2 separate regions of the Gossypium arboreum genome follow, and region 1 is linked to region 2. A link is a contact called in public Hi-C data. All regions are on one chromosome and are shown on one strand. Each heading gives the region's core, a stretch centred on a gene start, on an enhancer-like site or on the middle of the called end of the contact. The rest is flanking DNA. Distances are from core to core; before and after follow the strand shown.

Evidence for each region. A called contact is a pair of places that touch in the nucleus more often than the background predicts.
Region 1: a contact with region 2 is called in a Hi-C map of leaf, with 2.2 times the contacts expected there. The contact joins the promoter of LOC108467347 here to the promoter of LOC108466539 in region 2. A contact is called at or near these places in 2 of 5 Hi-C or Micro-C datasets (both in leaf).

What each region holds. Positions count from the first base shown.
Region 1 is chr2:38,552,273-38,557,240 of ASM2569848v2, forward strand. It overlaps LOC108467347 (thioredoxin reductase NTRC), which reads right to left and starts at 2,805. Exons shown (of 10, transcript XM_017767983.2): 1 at 2,427-2,805; 2 at 1,088-1,295; 3 at 875-980; 4 at 439-704. The coding sequence starts at 2,634.
Region 2 is chr2:38,149,770-38,154,416 of ASM2569848v2, forward strand. LOC108466539 (protein MIZU-KUSSEI 1) reads left to right here and starts at 2,463. Exons shown (of 1, transcript XM_017766903.2): 1 at 2,463-3,909. The coding sequence starts at 2,833. The coding sequence ends at 3,663.

The DNA.
Region 1 (4,968 bases), core at 1,555-4,054, 400 kb after region 2:
ACAAAAGGAGACGTAAAAATCAGACAGTCACCACAACATAGCCCAGCTTCTGAAAGGGACACTGGAAAACCAACCTTAAACTCTTAAGTCTCGCTCCCAAACAAGGACCACAGAGCACAAAAATGAAATGGAATGGAATAAAACAAGGCCCACAAACAATCAGGAACCTTTACAGTAAGCATGTCAATTGTCAACATTTTGAACATCCTCTAACACACACACACACACACACATATATATATATATAACTTCTGCAAGAAAATCAGTAACATATGGGTTTTCTGATAGCCATGAATCCAAAACTTTTGATAAGACATCTCACAAGCAAGAAGAACATTACATACACCTCTAAGCAATTTGAAAAAACCAATCACTAAATTAAGATGTAAAATATTGGCCATAAAATTTTAAACAAAAATAACAGTTGGTAAAACTCACCTATCTTGCATTGCCTTTGATGCTCTTAGTTGGTCCCTACGAACAAGCAAGTGAACATGACGAGCATATTTTGTTAAATATATTGCTTCCTCAGTAGCTGTATCACCTCCTCCAACCACAGCAAGTACTTGACCTTTAAATAATGGTGATGCTCCATCACAAATTGCGCAAGCACTAATTCCCCTGCTCCAAAATTCATCTTCACGAGGTAACCTTAGCCTTTTTGCTGTAGCTCCAGTAGCAAAAATAACACTATGACACTTAACCTGAAATAGAAATGTAAGGAACAATATGAATAAAGAAAAAGTGCCATAAAAAGCAAGGAGTAACGAACATTGGACATAATGTTGTGATTCAAGTCATAGTTCTATCACCATGCTAATAATTCAATCAAATGAACATAAAAACAAAAGTAGCCAACGGAAATTCACATCACCTCACGTTCACTACTCTGTATTGTAAAAGGATTACTTCTAACATCAATGTGTTCCACATCTTCTTGGAACAATTCAGCTCCCCAACGTTCAGCTTGTCGTCGCATCCTAGTCAAAACACGATCAGGACTCCAATTATATAACTCTAGCTGAAACAGTAGTTGTCAATAAAATTAGCAAAGAAAGAAATAGACTTTCATCTTTCTTTTAAATACCTATCCATCAAATCTGGACCAGTTATTCCATCAGGAAAACCAGGGAAGTTCTCAACTTCAGTGGTAGTCATCAACTGGCCACCAGGTACACCGCCAACTTGATATCCCTCGAACACTACAGGCTTCAAATTCGCACGAGCTGCATATATTGCTGCTGTATATCCAGCAGGACCTGAGCCTATGATCACCACATTCTCAACCAATTTACCTGCAAGAAGAAACACAGAAGCATTACTCATGCTCTCAATGTAACTTGGCTATAAACATGAAGGAAAACATAACTCTGGACCTGCCTATAACCTAGCTCAAATAGAAGTTAATATGACATGAGTAAATGTTGTATGATATCCATAGATATTAATATTATGAGATTAGGAAGTAATTTTGCAATTAATATAATGCCAATAGTTGATAACATGGATGCAATTTCACAAATTATACTTGTGGTAAACTTAAAACTCTATTTGATTATTAGTGTCATTAATTGCTTTTCGCTTTCTTAGGCCCTGGATGGTCTGTTTGCTTTTATTTATTTATATTTCGTTTTCATTTCTTTTTTTTTTCAGGTGGCGAACCTTGCTATTTGATTTTGGGGCCGATTAAAACATTTAGTATATATTTACAATACAGAGTGGTTTATATATACGAACTAAATATTCATAAAAATATATTCCAAAATTTTTGCGTTGTTTTTCTTTTTCCTTATTGCACTTTTCATTAAAAAATCTTAAAGCAAAAAGCAAAGACATCAACCATAAAAATTCAACTTATTTTATATACAATAAGTAAATGGTACACATCCAAATATACATATTTTTCCCCATAGAGTTAAATATCACGTATTTTGCCATTCACAAAATTAATGTTTTAATTTTAAATATATATATATTATTTCCATTTATCCAAACACTTGATTGTTTTACGGAAAGTAAAATAAAATAAAAGCAACAACCAACATAAATAGAAAAGATTCTATTTATCAATTACTGCATGCGTCACTCAGCATATTTCAGTTTCAGTCAGTATTCACATTGCTGCAAAAAGGAAAGAAAACTATTATCATATATGAAAATTAAATGATAAATATTTATTTTAGTACAACCATCAACGGTTTTGATGAATGAAAATCACATAGAATGCCACATGCTCCTTAACAATTTATTTGAAAAGAAGAAGAAAAACCGCAATGTTTTTCATGCTAGCTTGAAATGGGATTAATTTAAAAAGAAAAACTTGGCAATACAATTATTCTAACTAAATATATACATAAATAAAGCTGGCAGTGAGTCACCATTTGAATACAGAAGGAAAAAAAAAAAGGGAAGTAAGTGAGAGAGACCTGAAGCAGCCGGGGTTTCGACGGAGGCCTTGGGGCGGAGAGAGAGGGGGCGATGGCGCGTGGGAGGAGAGTGGAAACGGAGTGCGCGTGGAGGGGAAGAGTAGAAGAAGAAGAAAGGGTAGGAGAGAGTGGACATAGGAAGACGGTGGTAGGTAGAAGGAGTGGAAGGGAGTGGGATACTGATTCGTATGTTGGGAGAAACAGCCATTGGATTTCAGACCATACAAAAATAATTGTAAGAAAAAGAAACCAAACCCAAAACCAAAGCCAGTTTTGTCTTAAGAAGAGGAGTTCCAGGTTATCTATCTCTAGCCTCATGCCTTCCAGATAAGGACCCTACTTTTTTTTCCTTTTCTTTTTCTTCTTTTTTCCCGTATTATTTATCACTATTTATATTTTATTCTTCCTGTTTTGCATTTCCCTTGCGTACTTCACAAAAAATAAAATAAAATAAACCCCTAAATTTCTCTGCAATTTTTTTATCTACTTTTAAACTCGGGTTAATTAGCAAAAACGCTGATTTTAATTTTTAATTATCTATTAGGTCGTTTTTCTTTAAATTGTGAAATATTTTAATTTTGGAGTGAAAAATAGAAAACAAGTCCATCGATAACTTTTTGTAACAGTCAAAAAAAATTTAAAGGCTAATTTTTAGTGGTTTTTTTTTCAAACAACTAGAATTTTTTTTCTATATTTGCTATATATTCAATTCTCACAATCCTATTCATTTATTCACTCAATTCTCTCAACTATTTTATTCTCAATTTTTCATTCAATTTCTCTCAAATTCTTGTCATCTTAATGTAGACACTCAATTTTACCCAGGCCCAGAAATAAGTTCAAAAAAAAATTCAAGTTCAGTACAAAATTACAAACATATAATTTGGCCCAATCAAAATGGCCTATTACTTGAAAAGATTTAAGGTTTATCTATAAGCTTGACTCATACAGAAATATAATCTTAGATATGATATGCAATCTTAGATATGATACAATCTTAGATATGATATGCAATCTTAGATATGATATGCAATCTTGAAGATATGATATGCAATCTTGAAGATATGATCTTGTAATCTTAGAGATTTAATTTGTAGATATCCTTTAATCTTAACCGTTGATGTAATTGATCTGTACCGTTAGATTTAGGGAGACTCAACTCTAAATAGAGGCCTCTCCCTTCATTGTAAATCACTTGAGTTTTGGGAAATAATAAGAATTCTTTAGAGCATTCACTCAAATTTCTCTCCCTCTTGCGTTCTTAATCTCTGTTGTTTGTTCTTATTTTATTCTTCGTCTATCTTAGTTTTTCAACCCTTTTTTTTATTTTAATTTCTTCATTTTTCAAATATGTATATTTATTCCTATCTTTTATACATTTGATTATGTATTTTATATATTATAATATTTAACATTTTATATAGTTTTTTTCAAATATATATTTTCTATGCATGTATATATATTATATTATCATTTTATGTATTTTGAACTATTGCATTATATTTTTATAATTTGTAAATGTTCTATTTATTCATTTTTTAGTGTATGTCATTTATCTTATTTGAGCATAGTTTCATTTTTTTATATACTATGTTTAATTATTTCTTTTATGTGCTATTTTATGATATATATTGTTGTATAATTTTTGCATGTATTATGTTTTTCTTTTAGTTTACTCATGTTTCTATTTGTTTATTATCTTATATTTACCCTAGTATAATTTTTTCATTAAACGTATGTTCATGTTATTTAGTTTTGTCTTAATGATATTATTTATGTTTGTATGGAAATGTTAGAATATTTTGTACATTTATGCTTCATGATTCATTAATATGTCATCATAAAACGTCATTTAAAATAATATTCCAAGGTTTTTTTTTTAAAATAATAAAAGGCAATGCTTGATGTTTAGAAACTTCGAGAAGGGTAGTGCCCTAACTTACTGGGTTGCGATTTTTCTCGTTGAATTCGAATAGTCAAGCACCCTTCTAAGTGATTTTGAGTTTTCAAAACTTAAACAATTATTTCGAGATTTCAAAACATAGTGTCCTAACTTCTTGGATATGGCGTTTTGTTGTTTGAGATAGAAATTTTCGAAAGACGAGCTTAGTTTCGAAGGTTTTAAAATGTTGCGTCCTAACTTACTGGATGTGATGTTTTGACTCGTTTGAAATAAGTAAGCCTTAGTTTTCAAAATTGAGACATTCTAATTAAAAGAGGTTTGCATCTTAAAACTTTCAAATTTCCGACATTAAAGACACTTGATAATCAATTAGGTACCAATTTTTGGGCGTTACGAGGGTGCTAACCCTTCCTCGTACGTAACCGACTCCCGAATCTGTTTTCTCAACTTTCGTAGACCAAAATTAATGTTTTAAAACAAAACATTTTATAAGGTGGTCCAATCACACCTAAAAAGATTGGTGGGGACTCTCGTTTTCGTTTTTCTTAAAGTCGATTCCCATTTTCCAAAACTCGATTTAAAAATGATTTAAAAATGGTTTCGACAGCTTGGCGACTCCATTGGGGACTAATAAGAGAG
Region 2 (4,647 bases), core at 1,213-3,712:
TACAATAAATAATAAAAAGTATGGTTTAGAACTAATTAATAGTAATAAATTAAATATGTACTATATTAAAATAAAATATTAGATTAAATTGTAAGTAAAACGAAATTTAAACACAAAAATACATTGAATTATTAATACTAAATGAACACAATTGTTTATCAATGTTTTGTCATCAATCATGAATTGACATCGAGTTAATTTGTGACACTAACTCAAGCAACAACATTATTAATATACACAAATATATAAAAATAAATATAAAAATATATTTATCAAAGTTTCAGTATAAAAATAAAAATTGATTTAGTTCAAATGGTAAATAAAAGGTTTTATATGTATGGTATATTTGGTTCAAAATTTACTATGGATAAATTTTAAAGATTTCTACAAATATAAAAGACAAAAACATTAACATAATTAACAAATAAAATAATTTTTAATAATCTATTAACTGAATTAAGACTCAGATTGATGAGTAATATTAACTTAAATTAATAAATAGTATAAATAATTGGAATTCTGCACGATTTTTATTCTTACGTCGTATTTAGCTTATTAATTTTCTTGTGTATTATAAATTGTGTGGCACAACACCTGCCATCTTCTCCTTTGGGAAACATCAGCAATGCACGTTTCTGACCACTGGATTTAGTCCTAACTAATTATATAAGCACACCACCTTCAATATTATTCTTGACTTTCATTCTTGTGCCTCCAATTAATTTCATTTCCTATCTCATCTTACCAATAATTCTTATATTTTATTTATCTTAAAATATAAATGGTTAAAAAGAGATCCTATCAGATTCCACCACCAATATATTTTATCCAATATTGTTTAATTTATTTAATCCGCCAATTGGCGCTTTTTTCTTATTATCTTATATAAAATAAAAGTGGACATTTGTACATTGATAGTATATAATTTTTTTATTTCAAAATTTTGAAATATATTTTAATAATTTATTATATCCTATATAACACTCAAATTTTAAAAATTCTTTTCACATAAAATAATTTCATGCTTATATATTGTTTTCAAAAGCTCTCTCAATCGTAATCGCACTATTATTAAGCAAAGGGTGATGGTGATTCGAAATTGGTGATTGAAATTGACATAATTATAAATAAGTAGATAAAATTAAGAATAATAAATTTCATGGTCGTTGTCTTGAAAGGTAACCTTATTGTCCTGTGGCATAATCTATTGGGCAAATCCTAGTCGTCCATCTGAATGGTTTGGAACCGGCCAAAAACTATTATAGATGGCGATTGACAACATCAATTGGAGTTAATCTTTGATTTTTTTTTCCTTTTAATTATATATATAATTTTTAAAAATATGTCACTTTATTAATTTTGCTCGTGAAATTCAAAAAATTATAAGCCAAGATATAATTATTTTTAATATTAAGTGCTAATTTAGAGTTAACTATAATGTGAAATGTTAATGGTTTTCAATTAAGGGTTTTAGGTTTCCAAATGAATGGGACAAATTGCCTCCGGCTGCAATAATTTTATTTGCAATGACCTTCATGTTGATGTTCATCCTTAATAATTTTCTTACATATTTGCTAAATCCATTTTCTTATATGTATACATTTACGCATCATGAACCATCATTCTTTTTTTCATGTGTGAGCTTTCGTATATATGTTGCATTATTATATACATAGAGACCATACATCTTAGATAAATATCATAAAAAATCATCATGTCCAAGTTTTTTTTTTAAAAAAAGAAAAAGAGAAAAAACCAAAAGTTTATACCTCTGGATCAAGAATAAGAAACAAGATTTGACCAAGCAAAGAGGTGATCAGAATGGTCAGTGGCTTGCCTTTCTCACACACTTAAAATCGTGGCACAGTATGTCCATTAAAAACATGGTAAAGACATGTTTTATGCCTCTTCAGTCTTCTCAACTGCCATATGGAGTGTGCATTCCACCACTTCAAATCAAGAGGGATAAACAAACCTCCTGTTTTCCCATTTCTTTCAAATAAAAAATCCGTTGAAAGTTTAAGCACAATATGACATTTACTTTCAATTTCCTCATAAATTCAATGCAGGTAGGATGAAGGACAACAAGAATACATGATCAAAAATTTATTGGAGGAAAAATATTTGAAAAATTAACACACATGATTATTGAGTTATATAGTATTTTTAATACATATAGATTAGTATAATATTTGATATACTATTAATAACAAAATATATTTTTATTTTTGCATATATGATTCAATAAAGTTTTTTTTAAATAGTTTCACTATTTTAAAAATAATTCTTGACACATCCACTTAAATTTTAAAATCAAAAACCTTAATTTAAATTTCATTATATATTAAAAATAAAATAAATAATAAATATTCTCGTAATAATATAATTTATTTTATAAAAATAATTTTTAATCGCGGATTAACTCCTAACGCCATGGAGATTAATGGATGTATGGATAGAAAGCGGAAACAACAGTGATGATGATCAGAATCATATACTGTGTATATATAATAGGGTGTGGCTAAGCGTGTAAGCAAAAAAGAAAGTTGGTAAAAAGGAAAAAGGAAAAAAAACTCATCATCAGCGCCACAGTCCACGAGCAGCCATAGTTTCCCTTTTACATTGGCCACCCTCTCGACACTCATCATCACTTATGTCGCCCTAATTCCCCCAAAAAAAAAAACCCCAATAGCCTACAACTGAAGCAACCTCCTCTTTCCTTTTCTCTTCCCTACTTCCATCAAAATCTTCATAACTTTCCCCATATCAAAATCTCCATAGCCTACTCTACAATCTAACTCATAAAAAAAAAACCAACAACAACCCAAAACCATGACACACCATCAAGAACTGGTTGCCTTTCAAAGAAGCAGCAACTACAACAATTATAACTGCAAAAGTTCAAGAAATAAGATCAACCCATCTAAGTTTCCGAGATCAGCTTCATTTACAATCCCTGAAAACGAAGAAATCTCTGACAAACTCCTTGTTCCTAGAAACGCCTCATCATCTTCCCCACGTTCTTCCATACAACGTTTCCATAATGTTAATTCCAGGTTCTCTTCCCTCCTTCGTTCCCTTCTCAAAATCATAGCATTTCCCAACATAATCCCCACCTCTTGCAAATGGTTGACCCTCCCAACTCACCTCTCTATAACCCCTTCCCTCGGCCGTAAAATAACCGGAACTCTCTTTGGCCATCGCCGCGGTCACGTCAGCTTCGCCGTCCAGGACGATCCTCGCTCCGAACCGGTTTTGCTCCTCGAACTAGCCATGTCAACGGCTAGTTTGGTGAAAGAAATGTCATCGGGTTTAGTCCGGATTGCGCTGGAGAGTGAGAAGGCTCCGGGTCGAACCAGGAGACTGTTCCATGAGCCTACGTGGAGTATGTATTGTAATGGGAGGAAGAGTGGGTATGCCGTGACGCGCACATGCACGGAGTCGGATTGGCACGTGTTGAGTACTGTGCAAAGCGTGTCAGTTGGTGCTGGCGTGATTCCGGTGGTTGAGGATGCTAAAAGTGGTGGGAGTGAAGGTGAGTTGTTGTATATGAGGGCCAAGTTCGAACGAGTGGTGGGGAGTCGTGACTCGGAAGCCTTTTACATGTTGAATCCTGATAACAATGGAGGTCCAGAACTCAGCATTTTCCTTCTTAGAATATGAACAAACTTATCTCTTGTTGTGATCATGATTTTTATTTCTCTTTTTAGGATATATAATTTTCCAGTTGGAAATGCTTGGTTTTTGACTTTTGTATTGTGCAGTTCTATTTTATCTTGCTTTCATACTACGGAAGTATATGTATAATGTATTATGTGGTCTCTACATGTATTTCCAGTCTTTTGGATGTTAGAAAAGAAAAAGGAAATCTTTACTAATAAATTTAAGGAGAGAATATAATGTTAGGAATTCGGTGCTGGATGTTTCTACAATATTCTATTAGAAATAAAAATGAATTAAGTTGTATGGTAGGATGTGTGCCTTGGGCGGTGGCATATGAAACAAATTTGTCGGTGAAGCCAGGATTGGAGCGGCATTTTTGTTATTGTTTACAAGCCTGCACGTCAAAAAAAAAAAAAACACAGCAGCCTTTTCAAAACAAATGCTTCCTGTTACCAAAATATTTTAGGTTAGAGTAATTAAATTACGAATTTTAATTTCATCTGTATGTTTATAATTTTTTTAAAATTAAATTAATTTTTTATATTTTTAAGAAGGTCAATGTATAATTTTATTTTTATAAGTTTAAAATTTTAAAAATTTTAAAGAGTTTAAATGAAAAATTTTCCATTTAAATTAATCGGGACACTGCCAAATTTCTAATTTTGCCCATGCTGGTGGGACTTTTTTTAATTAGAATATTAATTTAAATTTTAATTTTAATTTTATAATAGTATGTTAATAAAATTAAGGTTTAATTCATGATTTGTTTATTTTTTCTCACATTGATATTTAATATTTTTGGCCTACTTTGATATTTAAAGTATATTATCTTTCCAATTTAGTACTTAAAGTATGCTATCGTTATATTTTTAGTCTATTTTTAATAAACATTAAAAAATTGCTAGCCAATCACATAGCACCACATGACATTTTTTTGTAAAAAATAAGAATTTTTTATCAAATGTATATAAACATTAAAAAATA